2 separate regions of the Mus musculus genome follow, and region 1 is linked to region 2. A link is a contact called in public ChIA-PET data. All regions are on one chromosome and are shown on one strand. Each heading gives the region's core, a stretch centred on a gene start, on an enhancer-like site or on the middle of the called end of the contact. The rest is flanking DNA. Distances are from core to core; before and after follow the strand shown. Region 1 holds the start of Cox11 (cytochrome c oxidase assembly protein 11, copper chaperone). Region 2 overlaps Mmd (monocyte to macrophage differentiation-associated).

The links. ChIA-PET counts read pairs in DNA pulled down with a chosen protein or histone mark.
Region 1: an RNA polymerase II ChIA-PET map of memory CD8 T cells shows a contact between it and region 2, with 15 read pairs. The contact joins the promoter of Cox11 here to the enhancer-like site in region 2. A contact is called at or near these places in 11 of 39 promoter capture datasets (the C10 cell line, the HPC-7 cell line, HPC-7-derived erythroid cells and 8 more), 4 of 484 Hi-C or Micro-C datasets (CD4 T cells, CD8 T cells, the HPC-7 cell line and 1 more), 30 of 115 datasets of contacts at active chromatin or transcription factors (the NIH/3T3 cell line, acute myeloid leukemia, astrocytes and 23 more) and 3 of 9 other capture datasets (adipose tissue, liver and pancreatic islet).

Annotation. Positions count from the first base shown.
Region 1 is chr11:90,635,675-90,642,017 of GRCm38.p6, forward strand. It overlaps Cox11 (cytochrome c oxidase assembly protein 11, copper chaperone), which reads left to right and starts at 2,510. Exons shown (of 4, transcript NM_199008.2): 1 at 2,510-2,878; 2 at 4,703-4,858. The coding sequence starts at 2,516. It overlaps Stxbp4 (syntaxin binding protein 4), which reads right to left and starts at 2,434. Exons shown (of 18, transcript NM_011505.2): 1 at 2,359-2,434.
Region 2 is chr11:90,260,645-90,266,794 of GRCm38.p6, forward strand. Mmd (monocyte to macrophage differentiation-associated) reads left to right here. Exons shown (of 7, transcript NM_026178.2): 4 at 3,859-3,933; 5 at 5,401-5,502. Among named protein-coding and RNA genes, the nearest start is that of Mmd, 14 kb to the left of the region's middle. Within about 2 kb of position 3,692, at least 45 of the 459 cell types and tissues checked have an H3K27ac peak or open chromatin away from gene starts, as enhancers often do. A contact at or near this core is called in CD8 T cells, the HPC-7 cell line, acute myeloid leukemia and 4 more, where this site is marked.

The sequences.
Region 1 (6,343 bases), core at 1,260-3,759, 370 kb after region 2:
AGCAGTCATGATTGCAACCCTATTATTGACACATTTATACAGCTGTTTTGAAAAATATGGAGAAACAATAGCTGGAAAGGGAAAATAGTTGAAGGAAATATATTGTTAGCTTTAAGCACATTAGCATTAGCATAGGATTTTAAAAACATTTACAAGTATATTGTCTGCGTGTAGGTGCCATGTATGTGCAGTGCCTGAAGAAGCTAGAAGAAGCCAGGAACTGAAGTCAGAGACAGTTCTGTGTCCCTAGGTGAGTGCAGGAAACAGAAGCCAGGTCCTCTGCAAGAACAGCAAACGCTCTTAAGGTCTGAGCCACCTCTCCAGCCCCCTCATATGGAATTTGAGTCTATGCAGTAAGAAAAGTAAAATGAGAGCAAAATGTTGACAATCTGGTATCAGAATGAAAGTACATGTAGAGGGAAAGGGTGACCAAACACTGTCATACCAAGATGGGAGAAGAGAAGTCTGTAACTTCAGTGACCACCTACTAGAGTGATGTCCTAGACGATGCCTACAGCCCTCAGCGCTGTGGCCACTATTCAGTTACTTCTTCAAGGCCATCATCTCCACTGTCACTAACATGCAGATGCCCCTCACTTCTGCTTCCCCTTGCCCTGCTCATTCTCACCGTGTGACTTACATCATGTTCTTCCTGCAGTGTGAATCAAATCATATCCGATCACTCCCATTTTGTCCCTTAGCCATGGCTGAAATAGCTCTGTAGTATCAGGTGTCTGTACCTGCTGTGACCCCATTTCCTTTCACTGTTAACTCTGCTCGCTCTGCACGCTCCACACGGACCCTGGTTTTTTTTGTTGTTGTTTGTCTTTGTTGATATTCAATCCTATCCAACTTATTTCTGTCTCTGGACTTGTGTACGATGTGAGATTTTTGTCTCGTGGGTAGCTCTTTCACAGTTTGGGAGTAGGCTCAAATGTCACCCCCAGGAAGACCTTCTTTTACCTCTTTAGACCTTCTTTTACCCTCCTCATTGTCACTCTCAATGACTTCATGCCATCATCAGCTAGTTTCATAGCAGACACTGTTAGTTGAAATTCCTTTATTTTACATTTATTTTCTGAGTCCTTCAGTAGAGGCTGCAGTCAATAACAAAAGTGATTGTGCCTGACTTAGTTTGGAATGTCCCCAGCAAACTAAAAAGGTGTATGGCTCAGTGAGAGTCAAGGAATACGTGCTGATTGACTGATAGCTCTTCCAGTTTTCGGTTCCAATCCACAATGTGGGGATAGTTAGACCCACAGAGGCCATCAGAAATAAGCTCTAGCTTATGGAGGTGGAAAGGTGGGCACGAGAGAGCTATTGGCTTCTTACAGCTTCTGGAAGAAGGAAAGTCAGTTTTCTTTAATGGTGCAATTGATCACACCGATCACACTCACAGACTAACACATCAATGAGTTAGTTCGCCTTCAGCCTGGACTCTGGATAATAATAATGTGGGGGGGGGGGTAGTTTTGGGAGGAGCCTGGAGTAGGGGATGAATATGACCCAAATACAGAGTAAAATACCCTCAAAGAATTAATAAAACCAAACCATTATTTTGAAAAAGAAATGACCTAACTTTTATAAAATTCTTACTATGCTTCAAGCAATGGCAAAAATCATATTATATTCTTACCCTCCTTGAATTACTGTGATTTCCATTCACGAAATAGGGCCATCAGGTTACGGAGAAGTCATATTAAAATTAAACTTATGCAAGGACAAGACTTGTGTAAATTCATTGATGCTTAACCTCCGAATCTGCTCTCAGTGCTATTTAATATTTATTGGTCCTTGTTTGTGGAACATTTAGAGAACTGAAGAAAGCTTTAGCGTATTTCCCAGGGGTCTGTGCCTGCAAGATGCACGTCTTTATTCCTTCAGTCCCTCCTTTAAAGGCCCTCCTGTCCTGGTCCCTCTATTCTGAACAAACTTGGTTTTTTCGGCGGCTGTCTGACCTAATGGTTTTGCTGGGTAAACAGCAGAGGGGTGATGAGCGCAGTGGGAGACATCTGCCCATGGGGCTGAGAAGATGCACAGGTCGGGGTGTTGGAGAGAAAGGCGGTTCTCATACTAAGTGTTCCAGAAAGAGGGACGTTGGTTTGCCTGCGCTCAGTCAGCGGCGGAAAGCAACGGGGCTGAGCGAACCCCAAGTGAGAGCCCCGCGGCAGAGCTGCCGCTGGGGGCCGCTAGGTCGAGACAAAGGCTGGCGAAGTTTGGGGAGATGGGGATACAAGCCCCAGTGAGGAGCTTGCACGCCGAAGGCCCAAATGCATTTTCTGCAAAGTAAACTAAAGAAGCATCCCAAGGAAACAAAAGTGCGAGGCACAGTCACTTAGCAAGAAAACGCGAACTTACCCTCTTCGGGCCACCCGGCCTCCGTAGCGCCACTGCTAACTGTGGAATCTGGTAGTCAAGGCAGCAGCGGAGGCTCAAGCCGGGTACCGCGAGACTCGCGAGGTCTCGCGAGATCTCGCCAGCGGCCCCGCCAGGCGGGCATTCTTTCCGGGGGGTTATGGGAGGGCTCTGGTGTCCGGGATGGAGGTTGGTGGCTTCGTGTGGCCGGGGCTGGAGGCAGCCCGGGTGGTCAGGGCGGACTGTGGTGAACGCAGAGCTGGTGCTTAGGCCCGGGTGGGATGGGCTCGGAGGCGCGGAGCGGGGTCTGAGACGCCTCGGGACATGGAAGCGCCCGTGCGGGGTCCGGGGGCCCGCGACGCAGCCGCCACGGCGGCCGAGGAGCAGCAACCCTTTCCAGCGCGCGCAGGAGGACGAGTGGCGGCGGCGGAACAAGACGGTGCTCACCTACGTGGCCGCGGCCGCCGTGGGCATGCTGGGGGCCTCCTACGCCGCGGTGCCCCTCTATCGGCTCTACTGCCAGGTAAGGGAGGGGACGAAGCGCGGCACGGATCCCACCTGAGCCATCCCCCTGCCGGGGAGGCCGAGGTCACCCGCCGGAGGGGGGAGGGGGGCGTCGCCTCGGATCCAGACCGGGAAGGACGTGCCCAAGGTCACTAAAAAACCTTGCAAGTGGAAGCCGGTTCCGGTAATGATGGAGCTGGTGCCACCCTTCAAAGGGCTATCAGCACAGCCATTCTGTGAAGCGCGGGGAGAAGGTACCGCTGACACTTGGTGAGTTAGAGCGGCTGTCGCATACCTGGAGGTTCACAGGACACCTCCCCTGCCCCAGATAGTTGTCCAACCTAAAATGCTAATAGTATACAGTGGTGCCGAGACCCACAGAAATGGAATTGACACTCCTGTGTTCAAGCTTTCCTCATTCTAGGTTAGCATCATCAGCCTAGGCTAGTTTAGCATCATCAGGCTAGGCTGGGTTAGCCTGAGGTTTAAAAAAAAAAAAAAAGGAAAAAAACCCTAAAATCAAGTTCCACGTTAAGCACCGATATTTCCAAAAGAATGCCCTGTTACTTGTGGAATCAACGAGTTTTAGAGAAGGAAATAAATAAATAAGGGAAGCCATAGAATGGTCCCTCTTCATGAGCAAATTAAAATGTAACCCAGGAAAACTGTGACAGACTCAGTAATATAGGCTTGAGCCCAGGACATTATTTTTCTGTTTTCTACCTTTTAGTTTAAACACCAAACTTGAGAAACTTCAATAACATGTCCCTAGAATATATAAGGAATTGTTTTGTTATTGAAAGACGGAACACTTAACTTGCTTTTTCTTCAGCGGATTTAAATCCTTTATGAAAAAAAAAATAGTTCATCTTAAAACTGAGTCTCTGAAACAGAATCATATCCTTACCTGTTAACTAAGGTCAAATTTATGATTTCTCTTTTAGGATTAAAGTTTAATTTGACAATATTGAGAGAAATTGAAAAAGCTAAGTAACGTGTGTAACAAGTGAAAGAAAGATAATAAAATATTAATATGGTAGGGTTTTTTTTTTTTTTTTTTTTTTTTTGCATCTTCCTTTAGCCTCATTCGGCTTTTTGTTTTTCTGGTGTAAGAAAGGTGAATTATCTGGCAGTGAGAATTGTGATAACCTCAGGCAGCAGTGTGTACACCTTGGAAGTAACACCACCTCTACCTCTAATGAGGAAATAATGGTGATGGGGAAACGTCAGACACAAATTACTCTTTTGCTACTTTAGGGTAGTTGGCGGGCAGGGTAGCCAGACAAGAGGAAGAAAGTCAGGGCCTCATTAACTGTGATGAAGGGTAAATAGGTGTGTATGCAGAGAATTACAGCTAAGAGGCAGGAAAACATTAATCTCCCAAGTGGGAAAACAGTCATGATGCCCTAGGAAAGCAGAATATAAGAATAAAGTTATGAACTTAATTTGAACTATAAAACCCATGGTACAGAAAAGTATACACAGGAACATGGATTCCTTGTTTAAGTTAAAATGACCAGGTTTGGTTCAACTTTTTAAGTGAATAATAGTTTATGTAAAATATACTAGCCAGCGAAGGGGACTGTGTTTAATGAAAGTTACACTTGAAAATATTTGGTATCCTCTCAGAGATTAATAGTTTGTCTTCAAATTTTGCTTTTCAAAAGTAGGAATCACTTTAACAAATATAGGCAAACCGTTGATGCAGTTACAAGAATGGCCAGAGGTAGCATACAGTTTGGCTCCAAGTAGAACATTCAATCGCTTTCCAAATGTTACTTTTCTGCAGTAAGTCCGTGAAGATCTAAACCCTGCTGTTTACCATATGCAGTGTCTGTTGTAGACTACTGGACTTGGAGGATCAGCAGTGGCCGGGCACTCCTCAGACCAGATCGAGAACATGGTGCCTGTCAAGGACCGGGTCATTAAGGTCACCTTCAATGCTGACGTTCATGCCAGTCTCCAGTGGAACTTCAGACCTCAGCAAACAGAGATCTATGTGAGTGTCTAGTGCACCTGTCTAAGGTCATTTCAAAACGCTAGGCCACCCCACGAATAATTACACTCAATAATTGTGAAATATAATTCATGAAATGTAGTTGTACAAGTGTTTTGAAATGTCTACTTTTTTTGTGGATAGTTTCTTTATTTACAATATTTCAAATATTATCCTCCCTGTCCTCACGCCCCCTGCTTCTATAAGGGTGTTACTCCACCCACCCACCCACTCCCACCTCCCTGCCCTTGATTCCCCTACACTGGGGCATCTATCAAGCCTTCATAGGACCAAGGACCCCTCCTCTCATTGATGCCTGACAAGGCCATCCTCTGCTACATATGCAGCTGGAGCCATATGTACTCCTTGGTTGATGGCTTAGTCCCTGGGAGCTCTGGGGGGTCTGGTTGGTTGATATTGTTGTTCTTCCTATAGGGTTGCAAACCCCTTAAACTACTTCAGTCCTTCTCTAACTCCTCTATTGGAGACCCGGAGATCAGTCCAATGGTTGGCTGAGAGCATCTGTCTCTGTATTTGTAAGGCTCTGGCAGAGCCTCTCATGAGACAGCTATATCAGGCTCCTGTCAGCATGCACTTCTTGGCATCCACAATAGTGTCTGGGTTTAGTAACTGTATATGGGATGAATCCCTAGGTGGGACAGTATCTGGATGGCCTTTCCTTTAGTATCTGCTTTACACTTTATCTCCATATTTGATTCTGTGAGTATTTTGTTTTCCTTCTAAGAAGGACCAAAGCACCCATACTTTTAGGCTTCCTTCTTCTTGAGCTTCATATGGTCTGTGAATTGTATCTTGGGTATTTGGAGCTTTTGAACTAATATCCACTTATCAGTGAGTGCATATCATGTGTGTTCTTTTGCGATTGGGTTACCTTACTCAGGATGATATTTTCTGGTTCTATGCATTTGTCTAAGAATTTCATGAATTCATTGTTTTTAATAGCTGAGTAGTACTCCATTGTGTAAATGTACCACATTTTCTGTATCCATTCCTGTATCTGGGTTCTTTCCAGCTTCTGGCTGTTATAAATAAGACTGCTATGAACATAGTGGAACATGTGTCCTTATGACATGTTGGAACATCTTCTGGGTATATGCCCAGGAGTGGTATAGCTGGGTCCTCAGGTAGTACTATATCCAATTTTCTGAGGATTTCCAAACTGAATTCCAGAGTGGTTGTACCAGCTTGCAATCCCGCCAGCAGTGGAGGAGTGTTCCTCTTTCTCTGCATCCTCGCCCGCATCTGTCACCTGAGTGTTTGATCTTAGCCATTCTGACTGTGTGAGGTGGGATCTCCGGGTTGTTTTGACTTGCATTGCCCAGATGACTAAGGATGCTGAACATTTCTTTATGTGCCTCTCAGCCATTCAGTATTTCTCAGTTGAGAATTCTTTGTTTAACTCTTTACCCCATTTCTTAATAGGGTTATTTGATTCTCGGGAGTGAAATGTCTACTTTTTAAAAGTGC
Region 2 (6,150 bases), core at 2,442-4,941:
GGGTGCTTTACCAAATAAAACCTTAAATAATTAAATAGATTAAACCCCAGAGAAGAAAACAATTCTCACAAGACCCTGGTCATCTTGGAGCAAAGGACCACTGATGTAGCGGGGCATGAACTTTGAGCTGGGCATGGTGGCACATGCCTGTAGTCCTAGCATGGAGGAAAGAGAAGTGGAAGAAGCGTGGGGCCGGCTTCAGCACTATGAACGAGACTGTACTTCTAATCAGAGATGTAAGGAAAGAACTTTGGTTTCATTAATTGTCAAAACCAAAGTCCTAAGCATGATGGCACTAAGACTTAGAATCCCAGTACCTGGGAGCCCGAGACACAAGGATTGTCATTCGTTTGAGGCCACCTTAGATTACAGAGTGAGTTCCAGTGAACTGCAGAGTGAGACTATCTCAACAAAACAAGCCAGAAAAAAACTGTCACTAGCAGGGAGACAGGCTTTGGGAGAGAGCTCTTCTTGTCCCCATTTTCCTCTGTATCCTTTACTGTACTGCCCGAAGCTTGCATTCTGCCACCCTTTCTTCGAAGGTGACAGTTCCCTAGGATTAAAATAAAAGCACAGCACCGAGCCACAGGGTGGTGAGAGACACACTCACAGGAGATTCACCAGAGCACCTGTACTGGCTTCCCAGGACACTCGGTCACAGGACCCAGAGGCTCCTTTGGGAGGAGGACACTTCATTATCTTCTTGGCATGGCCTGACAGTTGTGGTTGTCTTAGCATACTTGGCTCTGATGTCTAGATTTCTGAATCAATAAAGAGTTGTAGATGCCTACTTCAGTATTCAGGGCCTCCCTGGAAGAGGCTGGAGATGAAGGTATAATAGAAACGAGATTCTCTTGAACCATGAAAAATTATTGCTAGAATCACAAGTCATGAGTAGTTTTGATTGTTTTATTTTGTTTTGTTTTATCTTGCTCAACCTTCAATCAAACCATTTTTTTAAGTTCAATTTAATCTTTTTTTACTTATTCACTTTACACCCCACTTCTGGTCACCCTTCACACAGTCTTTCCCCCATCTCCCCTCCCCTTCTCCTCTGAGTGGGTAGGCCCCCGTTCCAGATATCCCCCAATCCCACTCTTGCACTTTAAGTCTCTTCGAGGCTAGGCGCTTCCTCTCCCATTGACAGCAAGGCAGCCCAACTAGAAGAACGTATCCCACCTATAGGCAACAGCTTTTGGGACAGCCCCCGTTCCAGTTGTTCAGAACCCACATGAAGACTAAGCTGCACATCTGCTACATATGTGCAGGGAGGCCTAGGTCCAGCCTGAATCACACCATTATTTTTTAATGCCTAACCAAGCCAGAATTAGGAGAGAGAAAGGAAGTCCCAATTTCTGACTATGCACTGGGTAAGTGTCTTGAAAACATAACCAATATCACCACATTTATTGTTCTGTGTTCTCAGGTTGGTCCCCCTCTTATGAGACAGTGTGACCGGAGAGGTGACTTGTGGGGAGTTTTCACCTTATGAGAAAGTGGTATCGGGAATTGCCTCTAGGGTTTCATGTGTGCCAGATAAGTGTCCTGTCACTGGGCTGCATCCCTAGACCTCGTTCTTCTTTTTATTTTGAGAACAAGTCTGGCTTAGGATAGTCTTGAACTTATTGTATCTCCCAGGTAATTAATATCATCTCAACTTCAGAAGCTGGGACCACAGGCCTGTGCCACAAGGGCAAGCTGGTGGCAGGTTACCAGCAAGACTCTAGGTTTGACTGTCTGCCCTAACAGTGCCTCGAAAGCAGAGTTAGAAAGCCCCCAAGCCTTGCTGGGAATCAAAATTATCTCAGGGGTTCAAAACAAGAAATTAAACCCTTGCTTTCTCCCTCCTGCTTCCTGGCTCCTGGAAAGTAGAGTCTTGCACCCGTGAGTCTGTGGCTCCCTGTATTCCCAGGTGATTTTTAGACGTGGTTTGATCGAATGTTTGCTTCTTTAGACCCGTGACTAAGTGATCATAACTAAACTGTAGCTTCCGTAGTATGGAGAGCCGTGAGCAATCGCCATTACAAGATGGCGCTGGCTTCCATAGTGCCTAACTGGTAAACAAGTAATGTGCGCAGGTGCAAGAGTAAATTCGTGCCAAGTCACTGCCCATCCTGGGGTGTAGTAATGGGGTGATGGGCAAACAACCAATCAGATGCTGACATGCCACACGGAGGGGTATATAAGCAGCACCATTTTCCGGGTTCGGAGTCATCCTCCTGTTGAAGCAATAAAGCTCTGCTGTAGAAGAATCCGGTTGCCCGAGTGTGTTTTACTGACGAGACATTAGCTCAGGACACCGTACCATTCTTCCGTACAGATCTGATTTTTATTTATTTGCTCTCATGACCCTGTCAGTCCACTTGGCCAACAGCATATGTGTATCATGAGGCAATGTCAAGGGCCCAAGCGCCACACAATGATAGCGTTCCATACCCTGGAAACCAAAACTAGATTGGGAACAACAGATGGAGCTGGGTGGATGGCACCTGCCTGTAATCCCAACACTGTGAGACATGGAGGCAGGAGGATCAGTAGTTCAAGCCGACCCTCAGCTACGTGGCTGACAGTCCTCTGTATTTACACCTTTATTTATTTATTCATGTTTTTAACTATTATTTATGTATGTGTGTGTGTGCATGTGTGTGAATGGATGCCGTGTGTGTGTGTATGTGTGTGTGTGTGTGTGTGTGTGTAGGCTGGAAGAGGGCATCAGATTCTCTGAAGCTGGTGTTACAGATGGGTGTGAGCTGCCTGACATGGGTGCTGGGAACCGAATGCAGGTCCTTTGGAAGAGCAGTAAGCACCTTTTAACTGCCGACCCATCTCTCCACCTGACTGCACTCATAAACGACCTCAGTAAAGCACAGCCTCCTTAGCATGCGTTTTGCGAGTCCAGCTTTGACTTTGGACCAGTTTCAAGATGCATTCGCCACCCTTTCACAGCAAAGACGCCATATTTATGTATGCTATTGCTGGCCCTAAACTACGGATTTCCCCTTTTTGCCACTTACTGTCTACCCTGGCATGTTTAAAGTGAAAGCTTGCTTAAAGATGTGTGAAAAAAAAAACCCAAAACCAAAACAAAACAAAACAAAAACAGCAACAACAAAGACAAGAATGTGAACTCAGTAAACAGAAGTCTTCAAAATGGGATGGAGACCTGTTAGAACCTCAGCCTCTCAGCCTCTGGGTCTTGACCCCTTAGGGGGTTGCACAACCCTTTTCCATGGGCTGCATATCAGGTATTTACATTACGATTCGTAACAGTAGCAGAAGTAGCAATGAAAATCATTTTATGGTTGGGAGGTCACCACAACATGAAGATCTGTATTAAAGGGTCTTAGCATTAGGAAGGTTGAGCACCACTGTGGTACAAGGATGTGGGTGGGGCAAGCAGGAGCTGGTAAGAGATTGTGGAGGGGTGACTATGACAGAATATGTTATGCATGTATATGAAATGGTCAAAAAAAAAGGAGTTTAAACCAAAGAAAGGATTTTTAGGGCTTGGTAGCTGGGCATGAGGACTGAGCCATGTACTGTGATAGGAACCAAGGTGCTGTCTCCCCTCACAGCATTTCATCTTCCAAACGAAAAGGGAAACATCAAAGACTCATGTCACCTGACTGCCGTGGGGCTCCCCCATCTCACGTCCGGTTATGTGTATGACCTAAAACTGTAGAGCTTCGCCTGTGGCTTCCTGTCATTAAAAAGCAGAGCTGCGGCTTGGAAGGGCGAGCTGTGGATGCCCAGGGGCAGTGAAGCAGGCAGAGTGATTGTAACCTTGCAGAGTGGTACCCAGACTTCCTGTCTGAAGGTTTTGACCCGTTCCCTTACCCTCTTCCCTTCCCCCAACAGAACAGTGGAGCATTGTTTCCACATGTGCGATCGGATGGTCATCTACTTCTTCATTGCTGCTTCCTACGCCCCATGGTAAGATAGCATCCTGTACCCTGGGAAAGCATCTTTGTGATAAAGACCCTCACTCCTTCCCTTCCCTTCCCCTTCCCCTTCGAGGTCCTCCTGCGTGTACTCTGCCCCTCTCACAGGGCACACTTGCACCCCCACCCCCAGTTTGGTTTACTTGGATACATTACTCATGATTTGGAAGGACTGTCTGCTTGAGATTATTTGGGGGGGGGTGCTGTGAACTTGGGTATAGCTAGCAGGCTTCCCTTCCCCCTCCATCTTCTTTCCATATATCTCTGCTGCTTTTCAGAATATGTGACGATTGAATTTGGTGAATGGAGATGCTGTAAATGCATATGAGGAAAGGCAAGCATCCTTTAGAAATGTATACCCTTTGTTTCTGCCCACTCCGTAGCCCAGTAGCTACTGTCCACACATTTCTCATTACTGCTAACTAGCCAAACGAGTTAAATATATCAAGTCTCCTGTGCAGTTTCCTTGATCTTACTGCCCTTCTGAGGTAGATCACACGCCTTCAAAGCCAAAACTAAAGAAACTATAGTTTCTCCCCTAGACCTGGCCCAGTTTTAAAACCTCAGAACTTCCCATTGACCCATCTACTGCTCTAGTCAATAGAAACAGCAGGCCTCTAGAATCTGCCTCATGCCGACTCAGTCACTCAAAAGAAATGTAATTATCTGTTTGAATAAAAAACTGTCCAAGGCCTCTCCAGTACCTCTCACTAAATTATAGGTCTGATTCATATACGAGCAAGCATGCCTAAAAGCTTTTGTGAAGCAATTTAAAGTGGATAAATATGGGAAAAAAACAATTAAGCATGAACTCAAGAATCACACAGAGAGTAGGCAGTCTGTTCCTGTATAGTTTTAGATATGTCCATAGTTAATTTTCCTTTTCGGGAATATTAGTTTTATAGTTCTAGCCAAACTGAACATTTGTTTTTCGAATTTGTTTTTAATATACCCGGGCACATGACATTGTGGTATGTTGAACTGTGACAGAACAGGTCCCATAGCACATGCTGAAGGAGTTCTCATGTTCTGTCTTGGCAGAGAGGTTGCTAAAGGAGACATGTATATTAGGTGTCTGCTGTGGGTATGTGATCCGGGTTCAGGATTTTATTCTGGGTTCTCAATAAGCTTTGTCAGCATCCCAAATATGTAGTCAGAAATAAAACCGCCAGTAGCCTTTACTTCAGTGTGTCCCCGCTAGGGAAAGTCAGGTTTGACAGCATACTGACATGTCTGGTTTTAGCTGGTGCTATTTTTAAATCGTGTGTAACTCTGAATACTAAAATTCGACCAGCAGTTTTTACCTTGAATGATTCGTTTCACCCAAACTTGCCAAAAGCCTCCTTGCTATGTTGAAGGCCGTATCTTTCTGTCACCCTGTTGTTTGCTGTTTGTTGTCACTAGGAGAACATGGGCTCCCGATTCCTGTCATTTACGCCTTTGTCATTTGCATCTATAGGTTAAATCTCCGTGAACTTGGACCCCTGGCATCTCATATGCGTTGGTTTATCTGGCTCATGGCAGCTGGAGGAACCATTTATGTATTTCTCTACCATGAAAAGTAAGAGAAAGATCACTTCCGTTCGATAATTTAACAATTAACTGCCTAAATTATCCCTGTGGTACATTGCAGTTTCCTCTGTGCTGGTGTCTCACAATAGTAGAAATACATAAAAAGAAAATGTATTGCTTTTTAATAAGTCTTTAATGCCATCTGGAATTCACTATTGCTGCACAGGCTGGGGTGGGAAGGCAAAAATGTGTCACAATGAGGTTGAAGGACATTTTAGAGCCCTAGGGACTGTTGTTATTATTATTATTATCATCATCATCCAGAGGCAAGCTAGCCCCTGTCTGTTTCACAGATGTCTTAAGTGGAGACTAGTTCCCTTCCAGTTTCCATGGGGATGACAGGTAACCGATGATAAGTGTCACAGCACAGTACTCACCTACATAGAAATCTGGAGAGTGTTTGAGGAAAGAAGCTAGTGTTGGACACAGCTTTTCCCCTTACTCACAGTGTGAGTATAAACAAAGGCAGATTGAAGTGCACCGTCTGGCTCCAAAGGAGACCTTCAGGGTCATCACCGTCAGCTGTAGGCATGAAAATTACCCACATGAGAGCCGGAAGAAAATGAACTTTGCTATGAGATTGTCTTCTAAGAAAGTTAGAAGCTGCACCCATGAAGTTCACCAACATAGCTGCCTA